Linked DNA regions of Mus musculus: region 1 is linked to region 2. Evidence: chromatin contacts called from public Hi-C data. All regions are on one chromosome and are shown on one strand. The core of a region is the stretch at or near the end of the contact, and the rest is flanking DNA. Distances in the headings are between cores, read along the strand shown.

Region 1 (3,880 bases), core at 758-3,257, 110 kb before region 2:
TTCAGCCAAGAAACACAAACCAAAGCCACCTAACTGAAAGCGATGACCCAAACCTGTGACTCCCTAGCTGGCCTTTAATGTCTCTTATTTCAATGTGTTACTGGGGATAGAACTCAGAGCTTAATTACCATCTGAGAGAGACAATACAAACTCAGTTGTGGATATATATGCCTGGCAGAGTCCTCTTCTCCACTCCCCATCCCCAGACACTTTGCTCCTGGACTCAAATGTGGAGCATTCCCAAGTGGGACAGAACTGAAAACAACCACAAACAGTTGTGCCATGCATCAGAAACGTGGAAGTGCAGGCACAAGCATGCAGTGTCCACTGTACAGGCTTCCTCTCACATTGTTCTCTAGGTGGCTCAGTCTTCAAAAAGAGTCTGTGGTTTGCCATCAAGGTTGCTTTGCTGAAATCTTCTAAATATACCGAGCACACTCTGTCCAGAGTGCAGGAATATTCATAGGAGGCAATATTTATTTGACGTCTTTGACCCTGTTTCAGTCCTCACTTCTTTGTCCTTCCCCCCAACACCCCGGGGGCTAGTGTAGTTTCCTTTCCCAAGTTTATTGGCTGTTGGGTGACACTGATGCTGGTGGTGTCTTAGGAGTGATGTCACTGAACTAGAAAGATAAGGCAACTTATCTGTTGCTCCCATGAGATGCCTCGCTTTCTAAGAACTCCAACTTGGCTTTTTCCACAGTGTTTGTCCCCAGCCCCTCATGCCAACTTTGTTGTTATGATTTGGTTTTAGTGAATAGATGCCATCATAGTAGAAAAGTCAGAGGTCAAGAGTTTTAAATAATAACTAGACAGTCTGTTTTCTCATTGATATGTAATGTTTTAAAAATACTTTCTTTACTGTTTTATTCATTCATTCATTCATCCAACTGCTATATATATATGTATCCCTGCAGAAATGCATGCCATGGTCCATATATATGTAGAGGACAGATTTCAGCTTTTGGGAGAGAGTTGGTTCTCTCTCTGGTATTAAATTCAGGTCATCAGGTTTGGTAGGAGGTGCCTTTACCTACCAAGTCATCTTGTTAGTCCTGGTGATTAATATTTATTATCTAATACATTTTAAGTATGATTGTATTACTTTGTGTTACTGTGTGTATGTGTGTATGTTTGTATGTATTGTGTTAGGGGGTAGGCACTTGCATTCCATAGCATACATGTAGAAGTCAGAAGACAACATGTCGGGGTTGGTTTTCTTCCTCCAACATGTGGGCTCCACTGTCATACTTAGGTCATCAGGCTGACTTACTGACCCTTATTCCTAATTTTAAATCAGTATTTCAATGGAATTATAGTCACTTAATTCAACAGTTTGAGCCTCCCAAATAATCTTTCATAAAACCATTAAGTTAACTGTATTGATACAATTACAGAACAATAGAACGTTATCTTAGTTAATTGATGTAATTACAAAATGTTTTCTTTGTTAGCTGAAAATAAGTTGCTTCAAATACTATGTAAGTGTAACTAAAGGATTTTTGACTTGGGATGAGTCTACGTCTGAAGCCTCCTGTCTTGTTCATACCTGCCAATGGACTTTGTGCCTACTAAATATTTGAGTGAGCTGTTGTGGTTTTAATGAGATATGTCTTCATTGGTTCATGTATTTGACCACTCGGTGGCCAGTTGGTGGTGCTATTTGGACACATCACAAAACCTTCAGGAGATCTAGCTTTTGTCAGGAAGAATGCTACTGTGAGCAATCTTTGAAGAGTGATATCCTCACCCCACTTCCTGTTTACTCTCTCTGTACCCTGTATGTGAATACAATGTGATTGGCTAGTTTCTTGTGACCTGTTGTCAAGCCATTCCAACTACAATGGACCCATATACCAAATGAACTCTTTGTTCTACAAATTACTTTTTGTTTTACGATTTTTATCACAGCAACATAAAAGTGACTAATACCATGCTAGAGATGATCCAATGCTGGGAATGATACAGCTCTGGGAATCATGGTCATAGGCTGTCTTTTTTTCATGGAGATCTTATCAGAAAGAGCCATCTGTTGTAGTTTCGCTGTCTCCTGTGAGACAGCATCCTATTCACACACATTAAGGCTAAATCAACTGTAGTCTCATCCCTATATCTGAGTCTGGTTCCTCCGCTAGCTGAGCATTCTTTTGGCTTGGATGAATACCCAAGGAGGCACACTAGTGAGCTGCTTTTTTGTGTCAAAATAAAGCTTCCCTTTAGGAGCAGTAGACTCTCTTCCTGAATTTTAAATTCTGAGCTGTAGTTTCAGAAAAGCCATGCACCCACTAAGTCTATCCCATCCTGACATTTCAGCAGAAATTGAATACAAGTGGAGGGTACCTTTCTGTCCACATGAACATGTTCTCCTCAAAGTAGCTCCTCTCAGCCAGCCTGCCCACCATGAAGAGTCGACATGTGAAGTCATTGTGCTGCCAGTACTGGCCAAGAGTTGACCATCTGTCATCCATGCCTTGTCACTCATGAAACTCCCATGAGGTGTATAGTGTGGGTAATGTAAGTGGTCTATGGTTAAAAATCTGTCATTATTTAAAAATGGTATCAATTCTCAGAATTTTGTGCTTGGACTTTTTTGCAGGTTGCCAAACAGACTCCAGTAGCCTTTGCATCTTACTTTATCTTTTAGTATGTGTTCAGTTCCCTCTCAAAATGCTCTTATAACTGATTGTTGGGTCCACTATGGGAACTAACACTCCCAAGCTGCAGGCCCTTAGTCTCCGTGAGAGGATCAGTGGGAGGCCGTTTGATAACTTTTAAAGCTCACAGAGAGAAACATTATTTTTTTCTCCAAGTCTGCCAGAATCCCATGCTCTGTGGGCAACATAATGGATTTCATTCGGAGCCCTGCATAGGCCAACTGTCATGATATGGTTGGGAAACTTTCCATCAGCTACTGTGAACTCCACTGCTCTGTTCCCTACCTCTGTGCTGGGCTTCTCCATTCCTGGATGAATTTTATACAACACAGCCAACCATCCAGATTGGGATTTCACGCCCTGCTGCACTGTTGCCCAAGTTCTTTCTCTTTCAAAGGCCTCCTTCACAAAGTCCTTAATCTAAGTAATGCAGAGAAGGTGTATTTGGGGCTAACAAATGAAAGACAGCAAGAACCAACAACTTCCTGAGAATTATTGTCATTATTGTACTTCCATGAAGGCTGAACAATTCATTAGTGGGAGTTCTGACAAAAACCCTACCCCCAAAACATATGTAATGAATTCAGACCTCATTGGCCATGGTCCAGTCATTTTCTGAGGGGGTATTCTTGGCATTTTCGAGGTCAGAGGAGAGGTGTAATTTGAAGTTGGTCATATGTGTTTCCTGCATGTTCTGTTGGAGTTTGTTCATTACATCCATCGGATGTGCACAATACCTTTTAATTTCTAGACAAAGCTCAGAGACCTTGAAGATGTGGCTTGATAATGCCATAAATCTATTGCCTCAATGTACAAAATATCTATATCCTTGATCTGACATATGTCGAGGGCTCAAAGAAAAACCTAGGATGTGAATGGATATAAGTGAAAATAGGATTCTGGGTATGGTTTATGACAGACATTGTTTCTGTGGATGGAAGAGGGCTCTTGTTCCTTCCTCTGTTAGCTTTTCTTTGCAGTCCTTTCATTAGTATGTGACTGATGTTTCCAAGGTCTACCCAAAGCCACATCATAAGAGGTCCTTGATAGTTCAAAGCCATTTAGATGCATAGTGAATTGGACTATATGATACTCTGGCACACGCATGTGCACACATGGTTTGAAAGCCCCTGAGGGGCTGGAGAGCTCAGTTGACAAAGTCCTTGCTGTCTAAACGAGAGAGCCTGATTTTGATAATTCTCATGTAAAGAGCTGGCTCTGATGGC
Region 2 (4,086 bases), core at 873-3,372:
TAGGAAGTCTTACCTTTACTTCTTTTGGAATTTTTTTTTTTTTTGCTATAAAATAAATCTAAATTTCATTGACAGAATTCATTATGTTTTATTACAAATTTTATTACAAATCTGTCAGTGGAATCTGGTCAAACTTCATCTGTTCCGTCATTTTCCTGGTTCTTTTCTTTCCTTCCTGGGCCCCTAGATAACTGATTATGTAGCACAGTCCCTTGAGAGGAAAAAGATGGCTGTGGATGAGACACCATGGCAAAAGGTTCCTCTGAAATGCTTTGGGGAAACCAGGAAGTCATATAATTCCCTAAAGCTACACTGTGAAGTGCAAAAACAAAAGCTAGATGTTTACCCCATCCCAATGAACTCAGAGGATTTGGAAAAAAACTCAACCAAGTTTCATGAGGGAAAAATGTTAGGCAAGGACTAATGCCATGCTATGGATTTTCTTTTTCCAGAAATGACTCAAAGACTTGACCCACTTGCTGACTCACTTGGATTACACACACTCCTGCTTGCCCAGGCCTAAGATGCATTAGATGATTTTCAGGCTGGGCATCACTGAAGCAGCTATCCTTCCATCCCGGCTCCCTTTCTCCGTAGCAACTATTTCCCTATTGCGGCCTTCCATCACCCCAAGCTCCCGTAACAAGCATTGATCATTGCTTACTACTCTGTTTGATTCCTGAACCACAGTTAGCTCGGAGATCCATGATGCTACTCTTCCTTTTTAAAATGGAGAGCCTCGAATGGAGAGACTCAGTTCGAATTCACTAGAGTAATGAAAACGGGACTTACAAGTTTCTCACTTAACTGGAATGAGTCTTGTGGGGTTAGCCAAATATGGCAGAGGCACAAAACACTATCCTATGCACTTCCTCGATAATTCTGCTTAATCATTCAAGAACTCTTATGGGCTATTTCTATTTTAAGGATGATTTATTGGTTGTCTCTTTTGCTCTGTTCTAATCTCCTGAAGGTAAAATATGACATTTTACACCACTCAAAAGGGTTTCTAGGGGCAGAATAATTTGTACTTGATCTCTAGAAACATGTAGGCTAAGTCTCAAACCTCTGCTCTGCTGCCTTCTGATTATTTTAGCTCTGTTTTCATCATATGTTGAATGGGCACAGATAATTTACAAGGTGTGTGCCTGGGTTTGATTTAAGGCCACATCCGTACAAAGCATTGCAGTGGGTATGCATGGATAGATGAAGGTAGGGGAATAAGCTGATGGAGAGAGGGAGGGAGAGAGGCAGGAGTGGAAGAATGAATAAGCAACCCTGATTCAAGAGGCTGAAATTGAGTTTGGATGTTGACTCAAGGTCTGTTTGTTTGAAGTCACAGTGTTCAACCGAGCTGGTTTTAAAAGGGGAGTTGTTTTCTTTATCACTGTGGCCTAGGCTGGAGATCATGCACTACTTGCTTCTAGTCCCAACAGCATGTAGGTACCAGCTCCTCACAGCCCTTATTGTCAGGCTAACTACACGGATGGAGGCACGATGCACACAGGCGTCTTGTCTTAGTTCTGCTACTAACTCCACATGATTCCTTTCCTCTCTGAGCCTCCTATACAAAATAAACAAAAGGATGATGTTGGAATAAATTCATTCAAGGACCATTTACTGAGCACTTCTTGTGTATTAGGCTCCCTGTTAAAAGCTTGGAGAAAAAGGAGACTTTTTCCTGTTCCTTCTGCTCTCAGAGTTCACAGGCTATACACAATTTCCCGTGTCTCTTCCAGCCATCGTGTTCAGAGACTTAGCTGTATTAACAGTTTGCACAGATTTGGGCCTAGATGGTATCTTTGGTTGTAGAGTAAATATGATTATCTTTGTAGTGGAGTTTCGGGACATCTGGTTCCCATTTCCACTTAGTTAGGGAAGGTTTTATGGAGGAAGCCACGTTTCAGGGGGTCTTTAAACAAGGGGAAGGTTTTGTCCCTGGGCCCCAAAGCTCCAACTGTTGGCTGTATTTTCAGGCATCTATTTGGGAGGTGTCTAAACCACGTTTGTGAAATTATGAATGTTTGGCCACAACGGGGAGTCGGTTGTGTGTCAGGCTCATCATGAAGCCTGGCCCAAGTCCAGTGCTCCGTGATCATTCCCATTGTCCTCATTCCTGGGCACTCTGGAAATAAGCAGGTCACTCCTAATAAACAAACAAAGCAGTCTCCAAGACAGCTTTCAGATATGCTAATCAGATGTTAATCAGTAGTGTTCTTTTGACCACAGATTTATTTATAGATGTGTTCCCGGTCAAAGACAACATGCTGATGCTATTGAAATGTTTGCTTATAAACTATATTCCCTGCTTAATGGCTTTTATCTTAGAGTCACTGGGAACAAGAGACAGCATCGGCATTTTACCAAATAATAGCTATTTCCTTGTAAGAGCAGCTCTAGCTTTTTCTTCAAGACGTTTCCAACCCTCATTCGGCATTATCATTCACAAAGTTGTCTTTAAGTTGTTGAAAAGAGAAAGAAAACAAAACAACTTCAGCAATCAGGTTTATAGTAGACACCGCCAAGGTTCAAAGAGGATACCGTGCTTACTTTTGTTGTTAGGCAACGTAGATTACAGCGAGGGCTAGCCAGAAGTCAGCATCTCGCAAGCAAGCAACAGTGATTCAGTTTAAAAAATTAATAATAATAATAAAAATAAAAATAAAAAACCCAGAAACCATCCTAGTCAAAAGCAAATTAACATTTAAGTATCATTCTTACGGGATTGAAAGACTATAATTTACCAAGACAATCAAGGGCGGAATGAGAGGAAGTATTGCTTAACGTTTATTTATTTCATATTTACGTCTTAGTCTCCCACTTTGGTTTTGCAAGAGCCGTATATAATTTAGGATAAGAACATCTTGCAAAAATGTTGAAAAATGCCTTGTACAACAGAAATCTGAACAGCGTTTGCTGTTCTTAATTGCATGCATCAGAAGAATCAGCTCTCCAAGAAAGGAAATAGCTGCCTCTGCGTGTACCTTGCCATGAAGATCATTAAACACACCAATAGTCAGGGACACGTTTAACCTGTACTATGAAACCTGTGTTCTGACAGCATTTTCAGCGCAAGTGTCTTAGGAATTTAAACACAGGACTTACGACTTATTATTGTTTTAAATAATTTGGTTTTAGTTTGGCAGCATCAATTTTCACCACAGGTCTATGCTACCAAGCGCTTTTATTTATGCAGTGTTTTCTATAGAGGAGGCTCTAGGGAAAGCTTCCTTGATGGTCAAACATTCAGTCATAGGGACAAGAACTCAAAAAGAGCACGTGCATACTCGCCATTCAGATTTAAGACTTGGAATTGTTATCATGTTTGTTTTTGAGTTTTATTTATGGATTTGTGCATTGTTTTTGATGGCATGAAATCTCATGAAAATTGCCATGGCTGAGCATTCGTCTGTGGGGCATTCTGACTGTCATTGGCATCTTTGTCAGCGATGTCTTCCTGTGGGAAATCGTTACTAAGAGCCATGAGCGCCCAGCCTCTGCTCTTACAACTGCCCTTTCCTCCCCTCGTCCCGATAAAGGGGTGTCCCCATTATTCCTAGCACACACTCCCAGAAACTGCACTGTTCCTTGGGGGGGAAGCCTGGCAGTATTCTTCACCTTTACAAACAGCCCTTTGTTAAGTTTCTGCCGATGCCTGCTTGAGTTGCGATCTCCAGTTTCTGCTCACGTTAGTGTCCCACTTGCTGCTGCAGATTGCCTTCTCTGAGTGTCTGTATCGACACAGCAGACAGGCATCACTGTTGCGCACGTTTAAAGGTTTGGACAAATAGTTTCCCACCACGTGTACACTTCTGCTGCTCAGTTTGTTTTTCCAAATGTTGGGATTTACCCCGATTCTCATGCGAGATGCTCTTTTAGAATCTGAAAGAGAGCACACGTGGACTTGCTTTCTGGATCTAAAACACAAATGCCCAGGAAAATTACTTTTTTTAGTTCATTATAAATATGTATAGGTGGTCTATGACCACACCACCCTCAGTGCCCCAATGTCCTCAGAATATGTGTATATTCCCATCTCACCATGGGGAGGTGAAGGTCTTTGTGCTCTTCTGCTAATAAAACAAA

What was found. A called contact is a pair of places that touch in the nucleus more often than the background predicts.
Region 1: a contact with region 2 is called in a Hi-C map of cerebellum, with 1.6 times the contacts expected there. The contact joins two enhancer-like sites. A contact is called at or near these places in 8 of 484 Hi-C or Micro-C datasets (cerebellar granule neurons, cerebellum, myocytes and 3 more).

Annotation. Positions count from the first base shown.
Region 1 is chr14:29,221,763-29,225,642 of GRCm38.p6, reverse strand. All of the region lies in intron 11 of Cacna2d3 (calcium channel, voltage-dependent, alpha2/delta subunit 3), which reads left to right. Among named protein-coding and RNA genes, the nearest start is that of Lrtm1, 210 kb to the right of the region's middle. Within about 2 kb of position 2,007, at least 6 of the 459 cell types and tissues checked have an H3K27ac peak or open chromatin away from gene starts, as enhancers often do. A contact at or near this core is called in cerebellum and uterus, where this site is marked.
Region 2 is chr14:29,112,072-29,116,157 of GRCm38.p6, reverse strand. The region is part of intron 14 of Cacna2d3 (calcium channel, voltage-dependent, alpha2/delta subunit 3); the gene reads left to right. Among named protein-coding and RNA genes, the nearest start is that of Lrtm1, 96 kb to the right of the region's middle. Within about 2 kb of position 2,122, at least 14 of the 459 cell types and tissues checked have an H3K27ac peak or open chromatin away from gene starts, as enhancers often do. A contact at or near this core is called in cerebellum and uterus, where this site is marked.